Regions from separate parts of the Rattus norvegicus genome. Here region 1 is linked to region 2. A link is a contact called in public Hi-C data. All regions are on one chromosome and are shown on one strand. The core of a region is the stretch at or near the end of the contact, and the rest is flanking DNA. Distances in the headings are between cores, read along the strand shown. Region 1 overlaps Nid1 (nidogen 1). Region 2 holds the start of Nid1 (nidogen 1).

What was found. Hi-C and Micro-C count contacts between places; a contact is called where the count stands out from the background.
Region 1: a contact with region 2 is called in a Hi-C map of Schwann cells, with 2.7 times the contacts expected there. The contact joins the enhancer-like site here to the promoter of Nid1 in region 2. A contact is called at or near these places in 2 of 12 Hi-C or Micro-C datasets (Schwann cells and hepatocytes).

The regions. Positions count from the first base shown.
Region 1 is chr17:93,135,632-93,141,032 of GRCr8, forward strand. It overlaps Nid1 (nidogen 1), which reads left to right. Exons shown (of 20, transcript NM_001398520.1): 16 at 579-750; 17 at 1,867-2,024; 18 at 3,127-3,250; 19 at 4,045-4,157; 20 at 4,566-5,401. The coding sequence ends at 4,687. Among named protein-coding and RNA genes, the nearest start is that of Nid1, 69 kb to the left of the region's middle. Within about 2 kb of position 3,075, at least 37 of the 93 cell types and tissues checked have an H3K27ac peak or open chromatin away from gene starts, as enhancers often do. A contact at or near this core is called in Schwann cells, where this site is marked.
Region 2 is chr17:93,066,354-93,072,026 of GRCr8, forward strand. Nid1 (nidogen 1) reads left to right here and starts at 2,933. Exons shown (of 20, transcript NM_001398520.1): 1 at 2,933-3,192. The coding sequence starts at 2,968.

The sequences.
Region 1 (5,401 bases), core at 1,825-4,324, 69 kb after region 2:
CTAAAGAAGAAGAAGGATGTACCTACCGTTCCACCCTCGCTTAAGACTACATGTCTACTGTTTGTCATAGATAAGCTCTGGCTTCTTTACCTCCATCCTCATTCCACCGAGGGCTACTCCCTCATTTCATGGTCTCTGGCCAAATAAAATTAATCACAGCCCACCTCAAGCCACTTGCAGTCTTCTTTATACCTTCGAATACTTATGCAAGATCCTTATCCGATAAACTCTCATTGGTCCTTTAGGAACTAGCTTCCACTTCCCCAGAACCCTTCCCTGGTAAACTCAAGCTGATTCTGTATCTGAATCTGCCCATAGAAACTAGAACTCAGTTTGAATGGTCGTTGGATGTGGGCTTCTTAATGGACAGGGCTATATCTTTGTCATAGTAACTCTCCTGGTTCCCAGTGCATGGGTGAGGATGGTTGAATTTCTCACTTGGGAAATTGATCATCTTATAACAGTAAGAATTTCACATTCCCATTTGGTTTCTTAAGGTTTGACCACCATATCTAAGACAACTTAATAATCAGAGAACTCTTAGGTTGGGATATGACTCAATGTTTCTTTCCTTCCAGATCTTGGAAGCCCTGAAGGCATCGCTCTTGACCATCTTGGCCGAACTATCTTCTGGACGGACTCTCACCTGGATCGAATAGAAGTTGCAAAGATGGATGGCACCCAGCGCCGAGTGCTGTTTGACACGGGTTTGGTGAATCCCAGAGGCATTGTGACAGACTCTGTACGAGGGTATGTTAGCCTACACGTGTCTGGAGTTTTTGTTTTTAGTCTCTGGCTTTTTGGATTGTCTCTGATGCCAGCCTTACCCTCTTGAGGTGTTTTGTCTGTGCAAGATGAAAAGTCTACAAGCTAATGAGATGCTGACATACTTAGGACACCTTGCCATGTTCCAGTTTCACAATTCTGTCAAGAATTGTAGGATGACAGCTCAGAAATCAAGTGGTTTCTAGATAGGTTGAATGTCAACTAATACTCAGATTGCAAGAATGTTGTAGATTGTGTTGGGTTGGCCTAACCATGTCCCCAGCACTCCTTGTTGGAGCAGCTGTGGCTTGAGCATCCTGGAATCGCCTTCCTGAGGGATTTTTCAGCCCATTGCAGCTTTCTCTCTTTTCTCCCTATGGCAAGCTTACATCCCAGGCCCCAACTCCTGGAGACTGTTTCCTTAGAGATGATATCTCTTGTGTTGAGGCCATTCAGCTACCCCTTACACACCAGACAATCTCTACCACTCTCTGCTGGTATTTGAATCTTGCTTTAGTCAAATCACATTGCTGCACTGTGTCCTCCTGCATAAGTTTATCGCTCAAGGAATTACTGTTTGTTATGTCTGGCCTGACGTTTACGTGTCTGTATGTGTATTTGGTAAAAAAAACAAAAAAACAAAAAAACAAAAAAACCTTGTGTATCATTCTCAGTCAATGTCCACCTTGTTTTGAGCAGGATATCTCCTTGGCCTCTACCTCCCCAAGTAGTACAGGCTATCTAGCCAGAGAGACCCAGTGATCCACCTGCTTCCTTCTCCCCAGCACTGGGATCACAATTCTCAGTCACCACACTCAGCTTTTTGTTTTGTTTTGAATATGGTGCTGGGAATTGAACCCAGGTCCTCACTTTGCCCACTGAGTTTTTTTCAAGATATGCTAGAGGAAATATTAAAGGAAATTTGTTAGTAACATATAACCGAGTTTGAACAAAGAACCAAAGTAACCCTAGAATCCACCTTAGCCTCCCGGGATCTCACTTAGCTGTATCGTTTTCTTGTCTGCTGATCACTTCCTACCTGGTCCTTTTAAAGTGTTTTCAGGATCTTGCTTCTTCTTTCCACCCTGATACCTCCTCCAGGAACCTTTATTGGACAGATTGGAACAGAGATAATCCCAAAATTGAGACTTCTCACATGGATGGCACCAACCGGAGGATTCTCGCACAGGACAACCTGGGCTTGCCCAATGGTCTGACCTTTGATGCGTTCTCATCTCAGCTCTGCTGGGTGGATGCAGGTAACAGGAAGCTTGAGATCGTCTACACATAGTTCTTCATTGTCTTGTTCTTCTTGATCTACAGTTGGCAAATCTTACCCATCGCCTCTTTCTATCTAGCGAATAAGCTCAGAACAAATTTTACATTGTTAAATGTTACCATTTTAAGGGTTAAATACCTGGTATCATGCTTGCTTCTGCTTTTAAGCCTACAGAACCTGAAATAATTGCTACATGGTTCAATAAAAAATGGCTGACTCCTATTTTGGTGGGAGGTTACTGAGTATTGAATATATGCTATATGTTCAGAGGTACTAGTGCATCCGGCATAGAGTACCTCATGTGGCCCTGCTTCAGCTGTGCAGGCTTGAGATGAGATGGGGAGAAAGATGCTTATCACTGATGACCACCCATCATCTCTCCCTGTGAAAGTCTATGGCTGAGTACCTTCTCTGTCCCACAACTAAATAGTACAAAACGTAGGGTATGAATGCTTACATATTTATAGAAGACTATGATAGCCATCAATGCAGGCATTAGTGTCAGGCCACTCCCATGCTAATCAGTCAGAGTTCTTCAGTGCCCCAACTGTGGGGAGAAAGGGTCTGGAGATTCTTAGAAGGGAGGGACTTGGGGCTGGGGATTTAGCTCAGTGGTAGAGCGCTTGCCTAGGAAGCGCAAGGCCCTGGGTTCGGTCCCCAGCTCTGAAAAAAAGAACCAAAAAAAAAAAAAAAAAAACAAAAAAACCTGGCAGCCAGGCCACAGAGAAAAAAAAAAAAAAAAAAGAAGGGAGGGACTTGAGCAAAAGCCAGAAGATAGCAGGGTCTCTCCTGAGACAAAGGGCTGGGAAGGCCACCACAGGCTGTGGCTTCTCTGTCCTGGCTCACCTCTCCTCAGTAGGGCCAGGTGTGGGTGCTGGAACTCAGGTGGGTGTAGGCTGGTGAAAGGGAAAAGACAAAACGGAGGCGGAATGCCAGTGCTGACGAGCCAGCCCTCTGTGTACTCCAGGACATGCCACTGCAACACTGAACTCCCCCATCCTTGTCATTCGGACTCCTGTATTCTGACACAAAGGGCTCATTTCTTGCATGAACAATGACCAACTTGTGTTTGCTTCACACAGGCACCCATAGGGCAGAATGCCTGAACCCAGCTCAACCCAGCAGACGTAAGGTTCTCGAAGGGCTCCAGTATCCTTTCGCCGTGACGAGCTATGGGAAGAATTTGTACTATACAGATTGGAAGACGTATGTAGGCTGCTGTCATGATGGCTAGGCCAAACTATGTCCTTCCCTTAGTCTCTGTGGAGGTCTTTGCCTCTTGCCTCTTGCTCTGACCTTTGACCCTCCAGTGATCCCTGGCTATCAGATATAGAGGAGGGTAGAGGAAGAGGGCTGTCTAATCTCAGAGGGGTACCATTTATCATACCCAAACCTGGGACTTCCTGAGCATGCCTGTTCTTTCTCCAGGAGCCACCAGATGTCACATGGCTGAACAGATCCTTGATTATGTCATACCTCTATATCAGTGTTTTTTATTTTATTTTATTTATAAGAGTACACTGTGCTGTCTTCAGACATACCAGAAGAGGGCATCAGATACCATTACAGACGGTTGTGAGCCACCATGTGGTTGCTGGGATTTGAACTCAGGACTTCCAGAAGAGCAGTCAGTGCTCCTAACCACTGAGCCATCTCTCCAGCCCATCAGTGTGTTTTTAAATTGCAGTATTTTCATAGCTTTTTCTGGACCAGACCTTCTTCAAAGGGAGGGTCACACCAGGGAGGTAGCTGACTAAGAGAGCCTATAGGTCAACTGGAATTTAGAGCAGGGGGGAGAGGATCAATTGTTTTGACCCTTATTTTAAAAAGCCAGTAAACTACAAGCTTGACCCAGCCCAGGGGGATGGAGGAAGGGATACACAGAGAACAAGACCACCATATCCCTTACTCTTTCAAGCCACAGAAGAGGCTGCCTAACTCCACTGAGAACAGTTCAAGCCAACAGAGGCGTGTTCACTCTGTGCTTTGGTGCTTTGCAGGAACTCGGTGATTGCCATGGACCTTGCTGTATCCAAAGAGATGGATGCCTTCCACCCACATAAGCATACCCGGCTCTATGGAATCACCATTGCCCTGTCCCAGTGTCCCCAAGGTAACATCCATGCTGCTGCATAGGGGTCAACACCCAGAATCCCTAAGAGAATCATGGTGGCCTAAGTACACCCATGGGCTCCTTCCTGTAGGTATCCTAGCCTGCATATCCTGGATATCCCTTCCTGAAGGATTCCTGGATTTTTCCCACCTCAATTAGCTCAATCTAGAACCTCCTAACAGACATACCCAGAGGTGCATTTCTGATGTGATTCTACCAAGTTGACAATCAAGATTAACCACAAACTTCTAAATCAGAAATGCCTGTCTTATGTTTGTGCCTGTCTTAAAGAAACCAACAGCAGCTCAACGTGGCCCCTTGAGCCCACAAGGAGGTTAATGGGGAGCGTGCTGTAGGTACAAAGTCAGTCAGAGGGAAGACTATGACGCTGATCTCATTCTTCTCCAGGCCACAATTACTGCTCAGTGAATAATGGTGGCTGTACCCACCTCTGCTTGCCAACTCCAGGGAGCAGGACCTGCCGATGTCCTGACAACACCTTGGGAGTTGACTGCATTGAACGGAAATGATCTCAAGAATTCCTTGCTCCCTCTTCAAGTATTTCACAGTAACACCCTACTGGAAGTGACTTGATTCAGACTGAAAGGTGTCTTTTAGTGGTGTGACCACTAGGCTCAGCTCTAGCCTAGCTTGAGCCCTCACAACTTTCCCTTAACCTTCCCTAAAACAATTACCCTTAGCTCAGTAATGGGAAAATCTCTACCCCAACATGAGGACACACACACACACACACACACACACACACACACACACACACACACACACCTTGATCTCAGTCTTCAGAAAAGATTATAGAGTTCTGGATAAGGAGCCAAGGGTGGTGGTACATGCCTGCAACCTCAGCAGTTGGGAGTAGAGAATCTATCTTGTCTGTGTAGCAGGGTTCAGGGACAGCCTGAATTTTTTTCTTCAAAAAAAAAAAAAAGCATAGGGTGAAAATTATGTGTTCATTCTAGAGCCATAGGACCTTTTCCTAATCCTAGACTCCCTCATAGTAAGCAGACCCTCAAAAACCTAAGAAGGCTACTTCTCTGTGGCATTACAAGCTCAACTGTTAACCCAGTTTTTCAACATACTATCCAGATCCAGCTTACATAAGGTAATGAATCATACTTTTTCTCTTGGTACTCGAATCTCTGTCTTTATGCTCCCATCTAACTACTCTCCTGTTGTACACCTTGATCCTGCCCAAGACCCTGCTTTTAGTGCCTTCTCTGCCATGT
Region 2 (5,673 bases), core at 1,683-4,182:
GAGAAATATCTGAAAGCATAACTGCGGAAGGAACAGGGGACACGCACCACTGTGTCCTGGTGGGACACTCAGCAGCAGAATCGTGTCTCCCAGCGACTGGGCAATGTGAAGTGAATTCAGAGCTCTAAATAGTGACAGCCAGTTTACAGTACAGGCTGACAAAGTAAGGAACCATAAACACACACAAAGTGTGGCTGTTAGCTATAAACACCGGACCAAATGCATCTGCATCTACCGTGTAGAGACTAAGGGCTCTGTTTAGGTTACAGAAACCTTGGCAAGATATCAGTTTTGGGGTTAAACAAAGCAAGGCTTAAGCCCTTGCTCTTTCCCTAGCTGTGTGCGATAAATTATCTTCTCCCTAAAAACGTAGCTCCCCAAATTCACTTGGCTCCAGAGAGCACCAAGTAGAAGCCAAGTATCCCACAAGCAGTGTCTTCACTCACTTTTTGTATACAATGCTGGGCCATTATCTTGCCCTTCTTTCCCCAGGTTATTGCCAGTTTCTCAAAAAAAAAAAAAAAAAAAAAAGGGATTATGTATTCATGGCTACAGTATCGGACTCACCTGATACCTTCTCGGGGGAGATGCTGAGCTAATCAACATCAGGAAAACAACATGTTCAGATAATAACGGAGGCTTTGCGTTAACTGGATTATGTGCTTTGTCTAATTTCAGGGACCACCTTATCTCACCCTCATAACAATTCCTCAATTGTCCCCGTGAATATCCCAATCAAATGATAGGGATACAGAAACTTTGCACTCTTGCCACTCTTGTGCAGCTAGTAAAGGGGGGGTAGGAGGGTGGAGGAGGAGGCAGGCTCTACTCCTACAGTCACCAAGAAAAATTCCACCAGCCAATAGGAGTTTCAGCAGCTGTCTGAGTACCAAAAAGGGAGAGAATCTGTGAGAGGGATAAGCATTCCAGGCACTGACCACAGCTTCAGGACAGCCCAGTTTGGGATGAGGATTGACAGAAAAAGAAAAGTCGCAGGTGGGAAATGGCTGGTAGCTTAGTTTCTTGGCCTCTGCTGGGTCCCGGTGCTGTAGGAGGTCCATGAATATTCTATGCTGGGGAACCCAAGCCTCTGCACAAAGTTCTCAGTGACTGAAACAAGCCAAACCAAGGCCTAGGATCTTAGGTATCAGCAGATATTGAGCAGATAGAATGGGGTTGTCGGGAAGCTAGGAAGTACACTTCGGCATACGGAAGGCATGAGAACTGCACAGTAGATCTGACAAGTCTTGAGCAAGGGGGAGAATGTAGTAGCACAGATGCAACTTAGTGTAGAGGGTTCAAATCCATGCAGCGGTTGAGGGGCTTGCCATGTGTGAAGCCCTGGGTTTCATTCCCATGCGCTTCTCTCTCTCTCTCTCTCTCTCTCTCTCTCTCTCTCTCTCTCTCTCTCTCTCTCTCTCTCTCTGTGTGTGTGTGTACACTCGTGTGTACATGTGCGTTCCATGCATATCCAGAACTGGAGAGATAGCTGGGTAAAGTGTTGGACATGCCAGCAGAAGGACCTGTTATTGATAACCTAAGAGGAAAACCTGAACATGGAACACTGAGTGCCTATAGAACCTGTTATTCTGACCTCTCAAGAGCTCAAATGAAAGGCCACCCCCATAGATCGATAACTTCGTGCTCAGAAGCTGTATTCCATTGGCCTCTTCATGATTTTGCTGGTCCAAGGCTCACTACTCAGCCCCATCCCACATGATTTTCTGTATATTAGGAGAACTAATGGAGGTTCCAGGCCTTTACTGTCAGCCGCTGAGAGGAAACAGGGGCATCCTGTTGGCCCCTCTGAGTCAAGGGTCAGATAGCCCACACCCCAGCATCCTCTTCCCTTGCTTTCAAAGCCAGCACTAGTTTTCCAGCCTTCCGGTGGAATTCAACTTTAAATTCAACTTTAACTTCATTTCTTCTAGGTTTCATTCTTTCTCTCACACAGCGATATCAATTAATTTTCTCTCCATCTCAACCTCTTCCCTTCTTACGGGTCACCCCCAGTCCCCAGCAAGGTTGTTCCAGTGGTTTCTCTCTATATTTTCACTTAAGGTGCCACATTAATGATCAGCAGCTGATTGGAAATATCACTTAAAAGTTCTCTTTATCTAGGATTGTCCAGGATTCTCTGAGTCTTTAGGGGAGCTCAGATTCTCAGATTTGTTATTCAACTTTTCTTGGATCATCCCTCCCAATTTTTCTGCGAGGAGAGATAATGAGGTCCCTGGAACCCACCCTGTTCCCACCTTTCTCTAGCCTCCGATGAAACTGCAAGGCTTCCAGAAGACCTGCTTTGATTCCCAGCATGCCACACAGAAGCTTTCTCTGGTCAATTACTCCAGTCCCAAACTGTTTTTTATTGCCTGGAGTCCAAGGAAATCTGAATTTGAATTGTGTCTTTGTGGCTTTGGCAGGTGTGGGTTCTTGTTTTCAGCGGAATTCTATAACTTAAGGAAGCCAGAATCAGGAACTCGAAAAATGCTCAATCAGTGATTGGATGAGTAAAGTCCCACACATTTGTTAGGCCTTTTGCTCAATTCCAGCATCCGCTCAGTCTCCTTTCGAGGGTGGGCTCTGTCCCAGGCCCCAGAGTGTTTGTTTCCTGGTTGCCTGCTCTCCAGGAACTTGCCTAACTGCATAATGCTGTTGCAGAATTCCTTCTTTCTGGATAGGAGCCCACCGTCGGGTAGGATCCGGAATGCAAGGAGCCAACGCCCACTGCTGCGCGGGGGACCTCGGTGTCGCCCCTCTTCCTCCTACTTGCTGCCATTGGTAGACAGGGCGGGTGGAGTGGGCGGGCCCTGCCCTTAGCCCCTCCGTTCCCCTCCCCATTTCCAGGGGTGGGGACGAGGGGAGGCGGGAGGTGAGGAGGGATTGCGGAGGGGCGTAGGGTTACATCTCCGCCTCCTCCGCCTGAGCTGCTAAACCGCCAGGATTGCGGGACCATAGTTGGGAAACATGCTGGACGCGAGCGGCTGGAGTTGGGAGATGTGGACGTGGGCGCTGCTGCAGTTGCTGCTGCTGGCGGGGCCGGCAGGCTGTCTGAGCCGCCAGGAGCTTTTCCCCTTCGGCCCTGGGCAGGGGGACCTAGAGCTGGAGGCCGGGGACGACGTGGTGTCCCCCTCCCTGGAACTGATCGGAGAACTGAGCTTCTATGATCGTTCGGACATCACGTCGGTCTATGTGAGTTGGGGCCGGGTGGAGAGGAAGGCCAGGGTATGCTGGGGGCGCCAGTCCAGAAAGACAGATGTGGGACCTGGGCGTCGCCCTCGGGGACCCGAGCGCTAGCTGTCCGGGTGCGGGGCTCTCCGTTGGGTCTGCGCATCTAGAGGATCGCATTGCCGCCTGTCACCCCCAGTAACACTCGAAGTCTAGGATGGCATCTGCCTCGGGGATCCAAAAATCTCCTCGTGCGCCCTGCCTGGACCTGGAGACCTCCGGTAGAGTTTTCCTTCTCGATTCTGCCTTCCTTCTGGGGTAGGTCCTAGTACCCCACAGCGCAATGGCCCAGAGTTGGGTTGTATCCTGTGCCTAGGGACTCCGCCGATGGCGAGCTGGAAAGGACAGAGGAACCCCCTTGCTCAGCCCCAGAGTTCCGTGGACAGCCCCAGCATCTGTGTGCGTGGGTTTTGTTCTGACTCTGTCTTGGCAGAGATTCTGCTCTCTTAGTTGGGCTGGTTTCAGAGTACAGAGGTCAGGATTGGGGACGCAGGGCGCCCTGGTGATACAATTTCCTGTGGCTGAGGGTATCACCCAGGGGCCTCAGATGAGGAGCGGGACTTTATGACCTTTTAGCTCTCTTGAACCCCCCAGTTCTGGCAGAGCCTGGGCGTGCTGTCAGCCTGGTCAAGCTCTTTCGTGCTGCACCGGCACCCCATGTGGATTTGATATAAAATCTGTGTGCATTCCACAAGTGTGTGTGTGTGTGTGGGGGGGGGAGCTACACAGACGGTGTCTGGGGCCCGTCTTGCGGAGGAGTGGTTATTCCCCCAGCCTGGCCTGGGCAGAGAGCATGGGGTAACACCCACGTGCAGCTTGTCAGCTTTGCCTAGAAAGAATGGGTCACACCCACGAAGAGCTCTCACTCTTTGCTGGCTGGTTGCCCTGTACCCAGCGTGGGAAGCCTGGAGAAGCCTATAGACTTTAGCATGCTTTGAAATACACATCGTGAAGTCCTCCACCTTACCAAAGAAAACAACGTGATGAAACACACATCAAAATATTAAAGCATATACACCAATTTTATGTAGTATTGAGGCTTCTCCCTCCTTCCCAGCCCCCCCCCCTCTATTAGGAAGGAGTTAGGAATCAAAACCAGAACTTCCTGCATGAAAGATAAGCACTCTGACAACTGCACTACATACCCTCTTGTTTCCTTTCAAACCACACTAAGTATAGCGGTAGCCTGAGCAATGGGTTTGGTAACTATCAAAAAGGGTGGCTCTGAGAAGCTATCTAAGGTGTATTAATAGAGTCTGTCCGATTCCACATGAGGCGAGAAGGCGGGCAGGGGCCATAGCAGTACTTGCCTGAAATCCCACACTTGGGAGGTAAAGGCAGGAAGATCTGGAGTCAGGCCAGCCTGGACTATGGGATTTGTCTTTGAAAGCCAGGAAATAGCCTGTGAGGTGACTCAGTGGGTAAAAGGCACTTTATTTGTCCATCCTGACAACCTAAATTCATACCCCTATTCCTAGGTCCCACATAATGGAAGAAGAAAACTGACTCATCCAAGTTGTGTCATGGGTCGATCCACCCTTCCCTGTCCCCCTCACTCCTCCTAATTTTAAAAACTCCCCAAACAAGCAAAGCACCAGACCAAACAAGTCAGACAGAGGTAGGGGTCAAGAGACCTTAGCCTGATTTAACTCTGGTGCCGGAAGCCACCAAGGAAACCAGATGGAGAATATCCTGTGTCTAGCAGACACTCAAGCCTCAAGCCAAGTCAGGGACAGGAAGCAGAAGCTTGGAGACATTGGTTTACAAGGGGAAAGAGTAAAATAAATACATAAATGGACTGAAGGTGATGGCATAGACTTGTAATCTCAGCACTGAGGAGTAGAAGTAGGAGGATCATGAGTTTGAGTTTGAGGATATCCTGAGGTATAAGAAACTCTCTTGGGGTTGGGGATTTAGCTCAGTGGTAGAGTGCTTGCTAGGCAAGTGCAAGGCCCTGGGTTCGGTACCCAGCTCCGAAAAAAAGAAAAGAAAAAAAAAAACTCTTTCAATAAGCAAACAGAATTAAAATGGTTTTGAAGTTCTAAAAATGACAGCAATCCTTAATAATAATGCTCCAAGGAGGTAACTTCCCAAGTGTGGCCCAAGAACCTCTGAGGTCAAGGAATTCAGAAGGTCGGGATTATTCTTTTTCCCCTTATTGGTACTTTAAGAATGTGGATATCTGCCTGCATGTATGTCTGAGCACCACACATGTGCAGTGCCAGAAGATGCCAGAAAAGGGTAACAGATTCCCTCCTGGGACTGGGGAATCCCATCTGTATGTTGGGGATGGAACCTGGGTTAACTGTTCTTAACTGCTGCCCATCTCTCCAGCCTGTTATTTATTTTGTTAAGCATGGTGATGATGATGGTGATGATGGTGGTGATGATGATGATGATGATGATGATGATGGTGTGATGATGTGTCTGGGCACATATGTCATG